2 separate regions of the Cricetulus griseus genome follow, and region 2 is linked to region 1. The links are chromatin contacts, called in public Hi-C maps. All regions are on one chromosome and are shown on one strand. The core of a region is the stretch at or near the end of the contact, and the rest is flanking DNA. Distances in the headings are between cores, read along the strand shown.

Region 1 (7,504 bases), core at 1,566-4,065:
TAATCTCTGCACTGGAGAAGTGGCAGGAAGATTGTGCATTTAGAGTCAGCCTGCACTACAGAGCTCAAAACTGTCCCAGGATCTGGGAATAATGGAATTTGCTTCCATTCTGTCTTTGTGGAGAACTTGAATGTGGTTATGGGCTTCGGATTTGTTTTCCTGGATTGATCTGAGGCTCCACCTAAGCCAGTTGAGGTGAGTGAGGTCTCTTGCTTTCCGGGTCTCCCTTCCAGGGGTTGTGTTGCCAGGGTGGGCTCTGAAGGACATTCTTGCATCTCCCACTAAGGGGCAAACCCCAGCTGCCACCTGCCTTTCATTTTACATTCATTCACTCATTCATTTATTCATTCATTCGTTCGTTTATGTGCTAGTACCTCACAGAGAAGCATCCAGCTACCAGATAAAAAGACTCCACTTCCCAGAAGAGTACACTAGCCCTCTCCAATGGCTAACATCATGAACAAGCTGTGCCCTGACCCTCAAACTCTCACGGCTTTCTTCCTAGGGAGATCTAACTGTAAGCATTTTGAGGGATTGAATGGGATGGACAGGGATGAATTATGGCACTCCAGAGCCAAAGAATACTGAGTGTTACAGCTCAGATGGAAAGGTATTCTGGCACTCAAGAGCCAAGGAATACCATAGGTCACAGTAAGCATAGTAGCTTCCAGGCCTCCCCAGTGTATTAGCTCTGCCCCAGCAGGAGAGGGTTTCCCAGATAAGTTGTTAGCTACAGTTGGGCTCCAGTTCCACAGAGAGCATAGTGTAACAACTTTGCTTGGCCAGAGGAAGGGTTCCCGAGTGGAAAGTGTTACAGACCTGTTCTGCTCTGCTCCACTCCACCCAGGGTTGTCTCTGCTCCAGCGAAAGAAGGTCTCACCCAAACCTCATTCAAGAGATTTATTGGGAGGGAAGAATCCAGGAGAGTGGCTGTGGCAGAGGGCAGCTGGGCAGCCTGACAGCCACAAGCTGAACAGACATGGGATTTATATAGAGCTTCTTAGGGGCTGGAGTTTCTCCAGGAAGATTTCCAAGGTGGAGATTGGTCAGATTTCAATCCCTGAGCTCAGACTGCCTAGATCTCCTGCTCAAGGATTGGTTAGTTTTCTGCACAGGTTTAGGGTCAGATTTGGCTCGGGTTTCAGGGCCTTTTGGCTCTAATTTTAGGGCTAGGGTGTATTTATTTCACCAGCTCTGATTCCAGGGACAAAGTGTGTTTCTTTGGCACTGGTTTCAGGGTCAGGGTGCATTTCTTTGGTTTTGGTTGCAGGGCCAAACTGTGTTTCTTTGGCTCTCCTCAGAGTGTGTTTCTTTGGTTGGCCCTTTTCCACTACACTGACCTCTGGAAGAGTAAGCGCATCAAATGGGATCAGCCTGGTTAACCCCTGCAGTCAGGACTCATCAATCCCTGCACAGGACATCCATACCCGAGAGTCGCCTGAAGATCAGAGAGGAAGGAAATAGGCTCAGATCCGGGAGGCCCTGCGGACCTTGTGCAGAACTGGGTCCAAGTCCCCTACTCTTCTCTGTCCAGGACACTGAATTGCTCTGGGCTACTGAAGGGAATGGGGCTGACCATCTTCTCTGGGCTCACACTTGACCGGAGATCAGAGACATGAGGTGACTAAGACCTATCATGACCTTTAGTTTCCCACCATGGTGAGGGACCTACTCATTCTAGCATAGTTTCAGAAATACGTGTGGGTTTGGAAGGACGGCTCAGAACTTAGGTGAGGCAGAAAGACAAGACTTCCCCGAGGAAGAAAGCTGCGCTTGCTGGTCTGGAAGTGTGCGCAGGCAAGGTCTGTGCTTGAGTAGGGGGCATAGTGTAACCTGTAAGAGCATAGTGTAGCAACTTTGCTTGGCCAGAGGAAGGGTTCCCGAGTGGAAAGTGTTACAGACCTGTTCTGCTCTGCTCCACTCCACCCAGGGTTGTCTCTGCTCCAGCGAAAGAAGGTCTCACCCAAACCTCATTCAAGAGATTTATTGGGAGGGAAGAATCCAGGAGAGTGGCTGTGGCAGAGGGCAGCTGGGCAGCCTGACAGCCACAAGCTGAACAGACATGAAACCTGTAAGGCTGAACGAGGTGCTAGGTGGATAAGAGGCTGCGCCTGGTCTCTGCAGGGCCCGATGAACCTCAGCTGAACGTCACCAGGGAGGCAAGATACAGGCTGGGTCACCACACTCAGGATGGAGTCCTGGGAGCCGAGCTTAGGGCCTGAGGAGCTGCCTGAAAAATGCAAGAGGAAAGGAGCTCTGGGCTCCCAAGCCATGGTATTTCAGGGCCCTGCGGACACCAAGCCCGATAGAAGGCCTCATTCTTTCTTCCTCTCACCTACTTTTAGACCCCTTCACCCGCCACCCTTCCAGGGTCCCCGCACCTCCTCACGGCGCCCCTCCCTTGCCCTCAACAAGCTGCGTGGCCTCTCGGCGGCGCCTCCGCTTCCTGGGAAGCCAATGGAGCAATCAAACGCACTAAGCTGGGGCACCTGCAACACCCGGATCTGACAAAGGACGTGTGCACCGGCTAGTCGCGGGGTGCACGGGCAGCTCGGGGCCCGGTTGTCCGGCCCCCGCCCCTCCCCGCGGCTCCGGATCAGGTCTAGAAGGGGCGGGGCGGGGCGGGGCCTGGGGCGGCTCGGGTCCTTTTGTCTGCAGCCCCGCCCCCCGCCCCGCCCCCACGCGGGCCCGCGGGCGCGGCAGACACGGCGGCTGACACGAGCGGCCGCGCGGGCGGAGGCTGCGCGCCGCAGACCCAGGCGGTGCGAGCGCGATGGCGGCGGCGCGGGGCTCGGGCTAGCAGCGGGCGGCGCGGATGGCGGGCGGCGCGGGCTGGGCGGGCGCCCCCCGGCTCTGCTGCGCTCCGTGCGCCGCCTGCGCGAAGTGTTCGAGGTGTGTGGCCGCGACCCCGACGGCTTTCTACGCGTGGAGCGTGTCGCGGCGCTCGGCCTGCGCTTCGGCCAAGGAGAGGAGGTAAGGAGCTTTCGCTCGTGTCCCCGGGCTGGGGGAACCGCAGAGAAGCTGTGCTATCACACCCCGGGCCTGTGCTTCACATGGCACACCCGCGATAGCCGGCCTATCCACCTGCACGTCCCTCCAGGCCATCCCCAACCACTGGAGCTCTCAAATCTAGCCTCTCGACACCCCCTCCAACACCCATCAAATCGCAGGGGTATATATGCACAGCACCAGGCCTAGGGGTGACAGGGACAAGCAGGGCTGATCTGCAGTCTCTGGTCCTTAGCTGTGCCTACCCAACCTATAACAGGAGGAGATACCTGCTTGGGGCCACCCTGGATTCTGGCCCAGTTCGTAGGGACCTCCTACTCAAGCTAGATGGGCAGGCCTGACTGACAGCGGGCTGTACTGGCTGCAGGGGGCCAGCCAAGGACCAAGCTGGGAGTGGTGAGCTGAGACTCTGGTGTTGGTGTAGGGCCGCATGGGTGGCACAGAGCAGCACTGTGGGCGGGGGAGGTGTTAGCCGGTCTGAAATGGCAGGGTCTGAACTGCCAGTGTATGGTGAATAACTGCCCATTGGGCTAGTGTCCTCTTGCCATCCACACAGGGGCTAGTGTCTGTGTCTGAGAGGAGGACAGGGCACTGTGTTCACGAAGCCCTGCAGTGGTCAGCATCTTCTGGATTCAAAAGTCTTGGCTGAGCTCTGGGTTTCCAAGGCCATCTGAGATCTCAGACCCTATGTGGGGAGCTTGGAACCTTGGTCTCAAGTGTGTACTGGGTGGCATTCTGTTCACAGGACAGGTCGGGATGGCATTTTAGAACATGGGAGGAGCTGGGCTATGACCAGTCCAACTGGTGCTTTCTTGTCACCTGACAAGTGAGAGGTAATAACAATCCCTTTCTAGGTAGCTGGGCACTGGCCAGAACCTGGGAATCCCCGAGAGCAGGAGGTGGAGGAGGGAGGCAGGTCTGGCCCCCCATCCCAGGAAACTTACTAATGCGGTTCCCTCTTGAAGCCCATTCTCTACCTCTTCTCTGCTTTGCTTGGGGCATCTGCTGCTGCTACCTCAGCCTTTCTTTTACAGAGGTTAGCAGAATCTCTCTTCTTGGCCAGCATCTCCTACCTGAGCAGGGTGTACAGCCCCTAATACAGGAGGCCATAAGCTAAGCATCCCCAACACAGGGAGCTACAGGCTGAGCATCCCTAAAACAGGGGCTGTAGGCTGGGCATCCCCTAATACAGGAGGCTACAGGCTGAGCATCCCTAACACAGGGGGCTGTAGGCTGGGCATCCCCTAATACAGGAGGCTACAGGCTGAGCATCCCTAAAACAGGGGCTGTAGGCTGGGCATCCCCTAATACAGGAGGCTACAGGCTGAGCATCCCTAACACAGGGGGCTATAGGCTGGGCATCCCCTAATACAGGAGGCTACAGGCTGAGCATCCCTAAAACAGGGGCTGTAGGCTGGGCATCCCCTAATACAGGAGGCTACAGGCTGAGCATCCCTAACACAGGGGGCTATAGGCTGAGCATCCCCTAATACAGGAGGCTACAGGCTGAGCAGCCTCTAACACAGGAGGCTGCAGGTTGCTGGTGTGGAGCCTCCTTGCTTTGGCTGGAACCTAGAATTCCAGAATCAGAGACCCTCAGGCATAGGGATGACGTCACTACAAACTCTGGCAGAAGGCCAAAGCCCTGTAACCATATCCCCAGGCTAGACAGACACCTCCTGTCCTTAGATCCTCCTCCCTCCACCCTTCAGAAACAAACTTGCTGGTCACTTACTCATGGTGTTCTGCATGGGAACTCACCTGGGTTTCCCTTCTGCACTGTGGCCTTTAACTATTTGAAAACATCACTTCTCTGTCCTATCCCTTCTTAACTCTTTAACTCCTGTCTGAAGCCTGAAGCCATTTCCAACCCACCCATCGGGGGTCGGGGGCAGGTTTCCACAGATGTCACTGATGAGTTGTCCGACTGTTTTCCTAGCACTAATAGGGCTGGACCTGGTCACTACACACACATGGGGGAGGGGAGGTGCCTTTTCAGTGGTTCTACACACTCTCTACTCGAACCAAGTTTCTGGCTACTAAAACCTCCTGGGATCTGTTTGAAAACTTCTGCCTAGGCAGAGATCCTCCACCCTGGGGCTGGCCAGTGATTCCTTTACTTACTAATTACTCTTGTATCATAGTGAGAGTTTCTGTGGACTACAGCAGGTTGCAAATTTGGACAGTTGAAAATAGATCTCTTATGTTCCTGTCCCCCAGGGAGGTGACACTCTGGTCACCTCCTTCACGAGCTGCCCCTATACTTACATGTGGCTTTCTCCAGGAAATGAGATCACACTGCACCATGTATTCTAACCTAGCCCCTCCCCGAAATGATCCTCACATTTGAGCTTACACAAACTACCATCAGATTTGTTATACAGACTCTTCCATATTGCTCTATACAGCCCCCAAATGTCTACTTCTGATCTTTTGTTTCTAATGTGTCCTCTCTTCAGGACTGTGCATCCACAATACTCTAGCACAGTCCCCTCCAGGATTCTGCCTTGTTAAAGGGGTCAGGCCTCCTGTCTCTCATTAGTTTCTTCACGCTAAGCCTGTGGCTCATCCCTCATTCCTACTCAATTTCATCTTGTTTTCTTGCGAGCTCCTTCGTCCTCACTGCTGCCTGCAGCCACCCTGTCTGTGTGGGAAGCCTCCGGCTGACAGAGAACTAGAGGACACAGGGCAGGACCACGGACAGGGCCCGAGGCTCAGTGATACAGAGGCCCGTGGAAACACTGTTTACTACACATCAGATTCTCAACTACACTGTAGCACTGCTCCTCATAGATGAGGTTCCTTCCCAAAGTGCTGTGGGCTCAGACTGTTTGTTGTGCCGGTTTACACATCTGCCTGTGACATTGATTCCCCAGCCATTGGTGTTGTAGAGAAAATGATTGACCATTTGTTAGACATGAGGTTCACTGCCTACATTTTACTAACTGCCCTGTCATACCAGGGAGATCAGAATCAAACACAGTAGGTTTTAGAGTATGAAATAAATAAATAAATAAATAAATAAATAAATAAATAAATAAACGAGTTAATAATGCAAAAACTCCCCCATACAGGAGGAATGCCGGGGCTGAGGGTGTACTGAGGTGGTAGAATTCTTTCCTGGCATTCGTGGGCCCTGGATTTGATTCTCAGAACTACATTAAAGACAGAACAAAAAATGGATATAGCTGTGTGAGATTGGGCCCATCAAAATCCAGTGGTGGGGTGGGAAGAACTCACAAAGCCCCAACCCTCCATTAACATTTATAGACAGTTAACAATAGCTATGAGGGAGGAGCTCATGAGGACTTTCTGTCCCTAAAGATCTATAGATAGTTAATGGTTGCTGGGGAGGGGGGGGAGAAAGAGCCATTTTCTTCCTTTTTATTAAAACAATTTTTAAGGAATTTTAAAAATTTTATTTTTATTTTATGTGCATTGGTGCATGTGCCGTGTTTTCAGGTCCCTGAAACTGGAGTTACAGACAGTTGTGAGCTGTCATTGGGTGCTAGGAATTGAACTTGGTCCTCTGGAAGAGCAGTCAGTGCTCTTAACCACTGAGCCATCTCTCCAGCCCCAAGCCATTTTCTTTAATGATGTAGCCACTGGTAAGGTGGCTATGCTCCCATAAATAAAACCTCTCACCTATGTTCTGTAAACAACCCTAATGGGCTTCATTGAGTCACCAAGAAGAAAAACAGGGGTGGGGAAGACATGAAAAGGGGAGAAGGTTGGGAAGAGGATGATTAGTGGGAGGAGAGACAGAGAGGTTAGTGGAGGATGAAAATGATCAAAATACATTCCGTACATGTACAAAAATATCAAAACAAATCCCATAACACAGGTTAATAAAAGCATAATTTTAAAGGCAGACAGCATCACACGCCTGTAACCCCAGCACTTGGGAGGTAGAGGCAGGAGGTAAGAAGTTCAAGGTTGGGGCTGGGAAGTCGGCTCAGTAGATACAAGCTTGCCACAAAAGCCTGGTGGCCTGAGTCCAGTCCCCTAGATCCCACAGTGGAAAGAAAGAGATGTGACTCCTGAAAGTTGTCCTCTGAGCGCTACATATTCACTGTGGCACCTGCGTGTCCACACACACATCACGAGAAAAAAGAAGTTCAAGGCCATCCTTAGTTTCATAGGGAGTTAAAGGTTAGCCTGGGCTAACGAGACCCTGTCTCAAAAAAAAAAAAAAGTGCTCGATTTGGCAGCACATATACTAAAATTGGAAGATACAGAGATGATTAGCATGGCCCCTAAGGATAACACATGAAGTATTCCATATTTGAAATAAATGAAATGAATAGCAAACATTTAATTGGTGTGAGATAATTCCTCATAGGGGAAGGAAAACTTGGCTCCCCACCCCTTGGGTATGAGCTATGCCTTGACTTCCTAGGAGTCCAAGAGGAAAAGAGAGAAAAGGGCAACCTGGCAGTGGAGAAACCTGACAAATGCCATTCCAGAATGTCACCAAGGTCAATGCCAGTCCTCA
Region 2 (7,504 bases), core at 1,770-4,269, 320 kb after region 1:
ACCTGTAATCTCAACACCTGAGAAGTAAAAGCAGGAGGATCAAGAGTTCAAAGTCATCCTCAGCTATATAGTGAGTCCTGGACCAGCTTGAGCTATAGGAGGGGGAGGAAGGAGGAGGGGATGGAAGAAGGGAAGAAGAGGAGAAAAGGCCTCTAGTCTCCACATGCAGATCCATAAACACTGCATCTCATGTTCTGTCTGATGTCTCCTTCTTCTTCCTCCCTCCCACGTCTTTGAGGAATTAATCAATTGTCCCTTTTAACATTTTTGTTTAAGTTTCTTTTTCTTTTTCTTTTGCTACAGTGTACATGAAGATCAGAGAAAAACTTATCAGAATTGGTTCTCTCCTTCCATCAAGTAGGTCCCCACCTAACTCAACTTGTTGAGTTTGGTAGCGAGTACCATTACCCCTGGGCTATCTTTCTGGCTCCTAATCAGTTACCCTTTATTTTAGGTTTGTAAATTTGTTTTATTTTATGTGTGTGGGTGTTTCGCCTGCATGTATGCCTGTGCACTCACTACATGTATTCCTGGTGCCCTTGGAGGCTAGACGAAGGTGTTGGATCCCTTGGAACTAGAATTGCAGACAGTTGAGAACCACCATGTGGGTGCTGGGAATGAAACTCTGGCCCTCCAGAATAACACCCAGTGCTCTTAGCCACTGAGCTATCTCTCCTGCCCCATTTTAAATTTCTTACCTTTGACATCCAACATCTACCATGTCCTCTGAACCAGACCCCCTGGAGTGGCAGATGGCAGCTCCCTGAGAGAATATAGAAAAGCCACCTGAGCTGGAATTTTTGCCTCACCAAGTCATAACTTCTACTAATGCAGGGTCAGGGAGAAACCGTAGCCTGAAATCACAGAATCTTTGAGGTCACCTTACTCTCTGACCCTCATTTTGCCACCAAGCAGCATGTTAGGGTTCAGGGCACTTGTGTCAGGCCACAGCTTACTGAAGACAGGACTGGGATTGGGACAATCCTGGTCTGTCCCCTGTTGCATGTTGTTTTCCTACAGAGATATACAACAGAGTGATGTTCTGGGAATAACCAGACCAGACACTATGACCCACTTTCTACTGAAACACTGGGTGAGATGTCTGAACCCTTTGCAGATGACAAAGGAGATGGAAGAAGAACTCAAACAGGTCAATCAAGAATGAAAAGCAAGAACCTGGAGAAAATGTAGAAGCTAGATTGTTACTAAGGCAATGTGCCAACTCAAGTGGCCTTGAGCTTTCAGCTGGAGGCCTCAGAGAGCATGTGGAAGTAGAATCAGACTCCAGCCTGGATGAGGGGGAGAGTCCATCAGAACTCTCCTACAGAGCTTGGCTATGTTCTGTGGTGAGCTTAAAAAAATGCCTGTCCCCAAAAGAACAAGGGAAATGGCCCATGTCCAACTTTGAAAATGAAGGAAAAAAAAAAAACAAAAAAAACAAAAAAACGTTTTTACCCTTATGTAGACCACAAGCTACCCATTATGTTTAATTTCATACATAAATAGGCCAAAACCCTCAAGCTACTCCAACAAGGCTTTCAAGGAGAGGGAGTTAACTCAAGAATATCCAAGGCTGAATGAGGTCAGTGGTCCCAAAGAGCAATGGCAGAGGCTGACCTCTGACCTCTGTGAGGATACACACTCACAACACCATGCATATATACACACCCAAGTACACACACATATACCCATGCATACACTTTTTAAAAGACTGTCTAAGGCTGGGAATGTAGTTCAATGGTACAGCGGCAGAGCACTTGCCTAGCATGCTTGAGGCTCTGTATTAGAGCCCCAATACACACATGAACACACACACACATGAGGGAAGAGCATTGCAGGCAGCAAAGAGGTCCTAACCCAGAGTCGTGCTGGCTAATACCAGCAACACAAGAAAGCCTCAGGATGTGGTAAGAGAAAGCCAAGGAGAAATGGGCAATAGAGTCATGCACAAATAAGAGAAGGCCTGGTGGTACAAGGACTGGTGTGTGCTTATAAAGCCTTGGACTTTCTCCATATGTATTAGTTTGTTTGTTCATGATAAAACACCATGACTAAGACCACTTAGAGAAGAAAGAATTTATTTTTGACTTATAGTTCCAGAGGGTTAAGAGTCCATGGAGGCAGAGGGGAGGCATGGCATGGCAGTCATGGTGGCAGGAGCCGGAATCTGAGAATTTTATCTTGAACCACAATCGAGAAGCAGAAAAATGGAAATAGGTGAAGGCTTTCATTCTCAAAGCCTGCTCCCAGTGATACAGTTCTTCCAGCAAGGCGGAACAACCTAAACTTCCCCAAACAACACCACCAACTAAGGACCAAGTATTCAAATGACGGAGACTATGGAGGACATTTCTCATTCAAACTGCCACATTCTAGAATGGGAGTGTTTCAGTGGAGGAATAAGATGATCTTTTTGCTTGTTTGGGATTTGTTTTTTGAGACAGGGTTTCTCTGTAGCTTTGGAGGCTGTCCTGAAACTTGCTCTGTAGACCAGGCTGGTCTCAAACTCACAGAGATCCACCTGCCTCTGCCTCCTGAGTGCTGGGATTAAAGGCATGCACCACCACTGCCCAACGATCTGTCTTATAAAGGAAAAAAAAATCATCTTGGCTTCTGTTCTCAGAGCATATGAATGGGAACAGAAAGATCAGATAGAGCACTATCCCACAGAGCCAGGTGAAAATGATGGCGGCTCCAGGAAGTCCAGCGGGTCAAAGGATGAGGTCATATTTGGGGTATGCTAGCATACACAGAGAATCCGTTCCTGATGTTGTCCGAATGTGAGAAACTGCCATGATGCCAAGGTTTTTGACCTAAGAGACTGGCAGGAAAGAGTTGCCATTGGCTGAGTGGAGAACAGGCTTAGCGGAGGGGCACAGAGGTTCTGAACTCAATGCGTCTGAGATATCTATGAGTCAAAGGGATGCATCGGGTTCACAGACATGTATGGAATCCAGGGGAAAATTCCAACTGCAGATCCAAGCTTGGGACAGAGAGAGTCACGTAGGGATAGTGTCAGAAGCTACATGGTCAGATGAGATCATCAGAGTGAGTGTGAACAGAGCAGAGAACCAAGTCCTGAGCACTGAGACACATCCAACAGTCAGAGGTCAGAGGGAAGAACTAGGGCATGGTGATTGCTGGGAAGGAGCAGTCAATAGGGATGAAAGAAGGCCTGAGAACTTGAGGCCCTGCAAGCCCAGTCAAGGAGTGTGTGAAGGGAGGTGTACAAGTCTCTAACTGCTGGGGCTAGTCAGTGGCACAGAACAGAGCACCAGTTCTGATGAGAGAAACCTCATATGATGAATGAGGCTGGTGGTTATACAGAGAAAATCACAATGGGACAGGCAGTGGTGGTGGTGCAAGCCTTAAATCCCAGCATTCCAGAGGTAGAGATGATCGGATACCTGTGAGTTCAAGGCCAGCCTGGTCTATAGAGCTTGTTCCGGGACAATCAGGGTTATACAGAGAAACCCTAGCTTAGGAAAAAAATTAAAGGAGCCAAGGAGCAGAGGTTAACACACAAGCGCAAAAGAGAGGAAAAGAGAGAATCACCACCCACCAGAGAAGCTAAGATCAAAACTAGCCTGAAATGCTATATATTGGCAAAGACATGGAGCAAATGAACCTTTAACACACTCCCTGTGGGACTGGGGATTGGTGCAACCGTTAGGAAAAACCTTTGACACTGACACTAAAGATAAATGAGCATAATCTGTGTGTGACCCCTGATTCCATTCCTGGGTATGTGTCCAATGGCAAGCTAAACAAGTGTTGACCACAAGACATGAACTAACTCTTTCACAGCATCAGCATAGCAGGCCCAAACTAGAGATAGCCCACCACCACAGATCAGATAATACAGTCAGTCACACAGTGACACGTAACCCAGCAGTGACAGCAAGCGAACCACTGCTATATGCAACCACATGAGTCGCCTGTCTATTACTGATAAATTATAAAGTCATGGGCTGGGGACTCAGTGGTAGAGCATTTGCCTAGCATGAACAGGGTCCTAGGTTCAATCTACAACATCACACACCCAAAAAATTTTTAATGAACCAGGCAGCTGGGTAGTGGTGGCACACCCTTTATTCCCAGCACTCAGGAGGCAGAGGCAGGCAAATCTCTGAATTCGAGGACAGCTTGGTCTATAGAGCAAGTTCCAGGACAGCCAGGGCTACACAGAGAGACCCTGTCTCCAAGAACAAAAACCAAAACCAATAAATAAATAAATAAATAAATAAATAAATAAATAACAGTTAAAAAGGAATGGACTGCAGAGCCCATTTAAAGTTCAAATTCTTATAAAACTGTTACACACAGCAACAACACCTTGTATAGTACACTAAGCTGGGTGTTGTGACACATGCCTATACTACTCATACCTAAGAGGCTGAAGCAGGATTCAGAATTCAAGTCCAGTATGGGCTACACAATGAGACTCTCTCTCTCTCAAAAATCAAAGAAGTAAAATGTGCACTAAGATTCATAGCAGTGAAAAAAAAAAAAAGAGGCCATGAATTTGAAAAAGAACAAGGAGGAGTATTTGGAAGGGTTTAGAGAAAGGAAGGGAAAGGGGAAATGATATAATTATATTGTAATCTTAAAAATAAAGATTCATAGCAATGCTATTCACAATAGCCAAAAGTAGGAAGGGCCCAAGAGTCCATGGATGGATGAGAAAATGCTGTACAGCCACACAATGGAACACTATTCAGCCATAACAAGGGACAGAGTGCTGAGACATTCTGCAACATGGATGGACCTTGGAAATACTAAACTGGGGCTGGAGAAATGGCTCAGCAGTCAAGAGCACTGACTGTTCTTCCAGAGGACCTGAGTTCAACTCCCAGCATCCACATGGCAGCTCACAACTGTCTGTAACTCCAAGATCAGACAAAACTGTAGGCAAAACAACAATACACATAAAAAAATAAATTACTTTAAAAAAAAGAAAGAAAGAAAATACTAAACTGTTGGGCGTTGGTGGCACACACCTTTAATCCCAGCACTCGGGAGGCAGAGGCAGGTGGATCTCTGTGAATTCGAGGCCAGCCTGGTCTACAGGGTGAGTTCCAGGACAGCTTCCAAAACAATACAGAGAAACCCTGTCTCGAAAAAAAGAAGGAGGAGGAGGAGGAGGAGGAGGAGGAGGAGGAGGAGGAGGAGAAGAAAAAGAAAATACTAAGCTGAAAGGAAGAAGTCAGACACAAAAGGCCCTGCATTAAATATGATTCCATTTATATGAAGCATTCAGAGTAGACAAGTCCACAGACCTAAAAGCAAATTTGTGGGTGCTACAAGCTGAGGCAAACAGGGCTGAGGAGTGATGGCATGTTAATGGATAGGCTTTTCCTTCTGAAGTGATGCCAGTTTGCCATGGAACACTGTAAGTGTGCTGAGCATCACTGAGTTCTACACTTTAAAATGGCTGAGATGGTAAATATTTTATGTTACATTTATTTTATAAAAGGATTAAATGGATCTATGGCATAATAAATCAGAACCGTAGTTACCTAGGGCAAAGAGACAGGTACAGAATCCTGGGGTGCTGGCCATCTTCTTTTATAAAACCTTGGTGGTTGTGATGTGGACAGGTTCACTTTATGAAGAGTCACTGAGAAGGAAAGACAAAGAGAGCAGCTGATTGTTGTTTTGTCTTCTTTTTAGACAGAATCTCCCAGGTTAGACTTGAACTCACAGCAACCCACCTGCCTCAGCCTCCCGAATGCTAGAATCATAGCTGTGAGCTTCCACAGCCAGCTGAGCACAGACAATTCTTTTCTTTTAAACACTTTTGGGGTTTTATTTATGTTTATGTGTCTCCCTGTATGTATACACATGTGTGGAGATGCCTGCAGGAGCCAGAAGGGGGTGTCAGATCCCCTGGAGCTAGAGTTGCAGGCGGGTGTGAGTGGCCTAGGAACTGAACAAAGGGTCTTCTGGAAGAGGAGCAAGCAGGCTTTTTGGTTGGTGGTTTTTTGTTTTGTTTTTTGAAACAAAAGTTTCTCTGTAGCTTTGGATGTAAGACCCGCTCGGAATGCTTCTGCATGTCCCCTGCTCCTCTGTCTTCCCCACCTGTGCCGGTGCTGGGTGTTCTCTATGGAGCAGGCGGGAGGAGCAGATGACTGAGGGCAGCGCGGCGGGGACTGAGCAGGGCAGGGCCAGGGTTCGGCCAGGGGCTGGAGAATGCAGCGCGGGCGGCGCCTGGAAGGGGAACTTGAGCTGGGAGAGCAGCGGTGCTGCTTGTCCAGGAGCTGCGAGCGGGGAGCCGCCTCCAAGGCCAAGGACACGGGGGCCGCGGAGCTGCCGGGGCCTCCCAAGCCTTCACCCCGGCAGGGCTCGCGCCCCCGGCCCGCCCCGCCTGGCACCGCACCTCGGGGCTGGGGCCGAGCAAGGAGCCCGCGAGGAGGCCCGAGGGCGAGCACCAGGTGGGCCGGCACCAGAGCGAACACCAAGTGAGCCGGCCTGGGCCCTGCCCCCACACCCCCACCTGATGAGAAACACTCCGTCCCAAGGTCTCCGCCCCCAAGGTCAGCCATCTGGACGCGGAAGGGGGGGAATTGAGTCTGTTGTACCAGACACCAGACCTTGATATGCTGATCTGGAATGGCTCTGTGTCTCATTTGAACCATCCAATAGAAATGATTCTGTATTTCGCCTCTCATTTGAAAGACTCTGTGTTTCACCTCATTTGAATGATTCTATACTTCGCCTCATTTGAATAACCCTGTATAGCGCCTCATTTACATTGACCAATGGGAATAGCTCTGTACAATGCCTCATTAGAATTATCCAATAGAATCCCTGCTTCTAGCTTGCGCCTTTTTCCCTATATAAGGACCCCTTTCCCTTGGCTCTGCGCGCTTAGCCACACAGAAGCTAAGTCGCCCGGGTACCCGTAGTTTCAATAAAGCCTCTTGCTTTTGCATCCAAGTCCGTGGTCTCGCTGATTCCTGGGTGCGGGTCTCCTTCTACGAAAGTACCTCTTCGGGGGTCTTTCATGGAGCCTGTCCTGGAACTCACTCTATAAACCAAGCTGGCCTCCAATTCACAGAGGTCTGCCTGCCTCTGTCTTCCGAGTGCTGGATTTAAAGGCATGCACCACCATCACTCATCAGGAGCAAGCATTCTTAACCACTGAGCCATCTCTCCAGCCCCGAGAACAACAATTTTTAAGGAATTTCGCTTTTGCTGGGAAAGTGGGCAGTAGCTATAGAAAAGCATGGAACTGAGGGAAGGCTGTTGAAGATGGGATAAAATAGTATTCTTTAAATTACTTTATTTATGTGCCAGGGTCAGAGGAAAACTGGTAAGAAATGGTTCTCAAGCCAGGCAGGATGGCGCACACCTTTAAACTCAGCACTTTGGAGGCAGAGGTAGGTGGATCTCTGAGTTGGAGGCCAGCTTGGTCTACAAAATGAGTTCCAGAACAGCCAAGACTATACAGAGAAACCCTGTCTTGATAAACAATAATAATAATAATAATAATAATAATAAT

The links. A called contact is a pair of places that touch in the nucleus more often than the background predicts.
Region 2: a Hi-C map of liver shows a contact between it and region 1, with 2.1 times the contacts expected there. The contact joins the enhancer-like site here to the promoter of Rab11fip4 in region 1. A contact is called at or near these places in 2 of 8 Hi-C or Micro-C datasets (fibroblasts and liver).

What each region holds. Positions count from the first base shown.
Region 1 is chr7:93,032,339-93,039,842 of CriGri-PICRH-1.0, forward strand. It overlaps Rab11fip4 (rab11 family-interacting protein 4), which reads left to right and starts at 2,816. Exons shown (of 16, transcript XM_027426531.2): 1 at 2,816-2,846; 2 at 2,849-2,973. The coding sequence starts at 2,816. It also overlaps the pseudogene LOC113836870.
Region 2 is chr7:93,351,647-93,359,150 of CriGri-PICRH-1.0, forward strand. It overlaps the pseudogene LOC100770768. Among named protein-coding and RNA genes, the nearest start is that of Utp6, 53 kb to the right of the region's middle. Within about 2 kb of position 3,020, at least 1 of the 6 cell types and tissues checked has open chromatin away from gene starts, as enhancers often do. A contact at or near this core is called in fibroblasts, where this site is marked.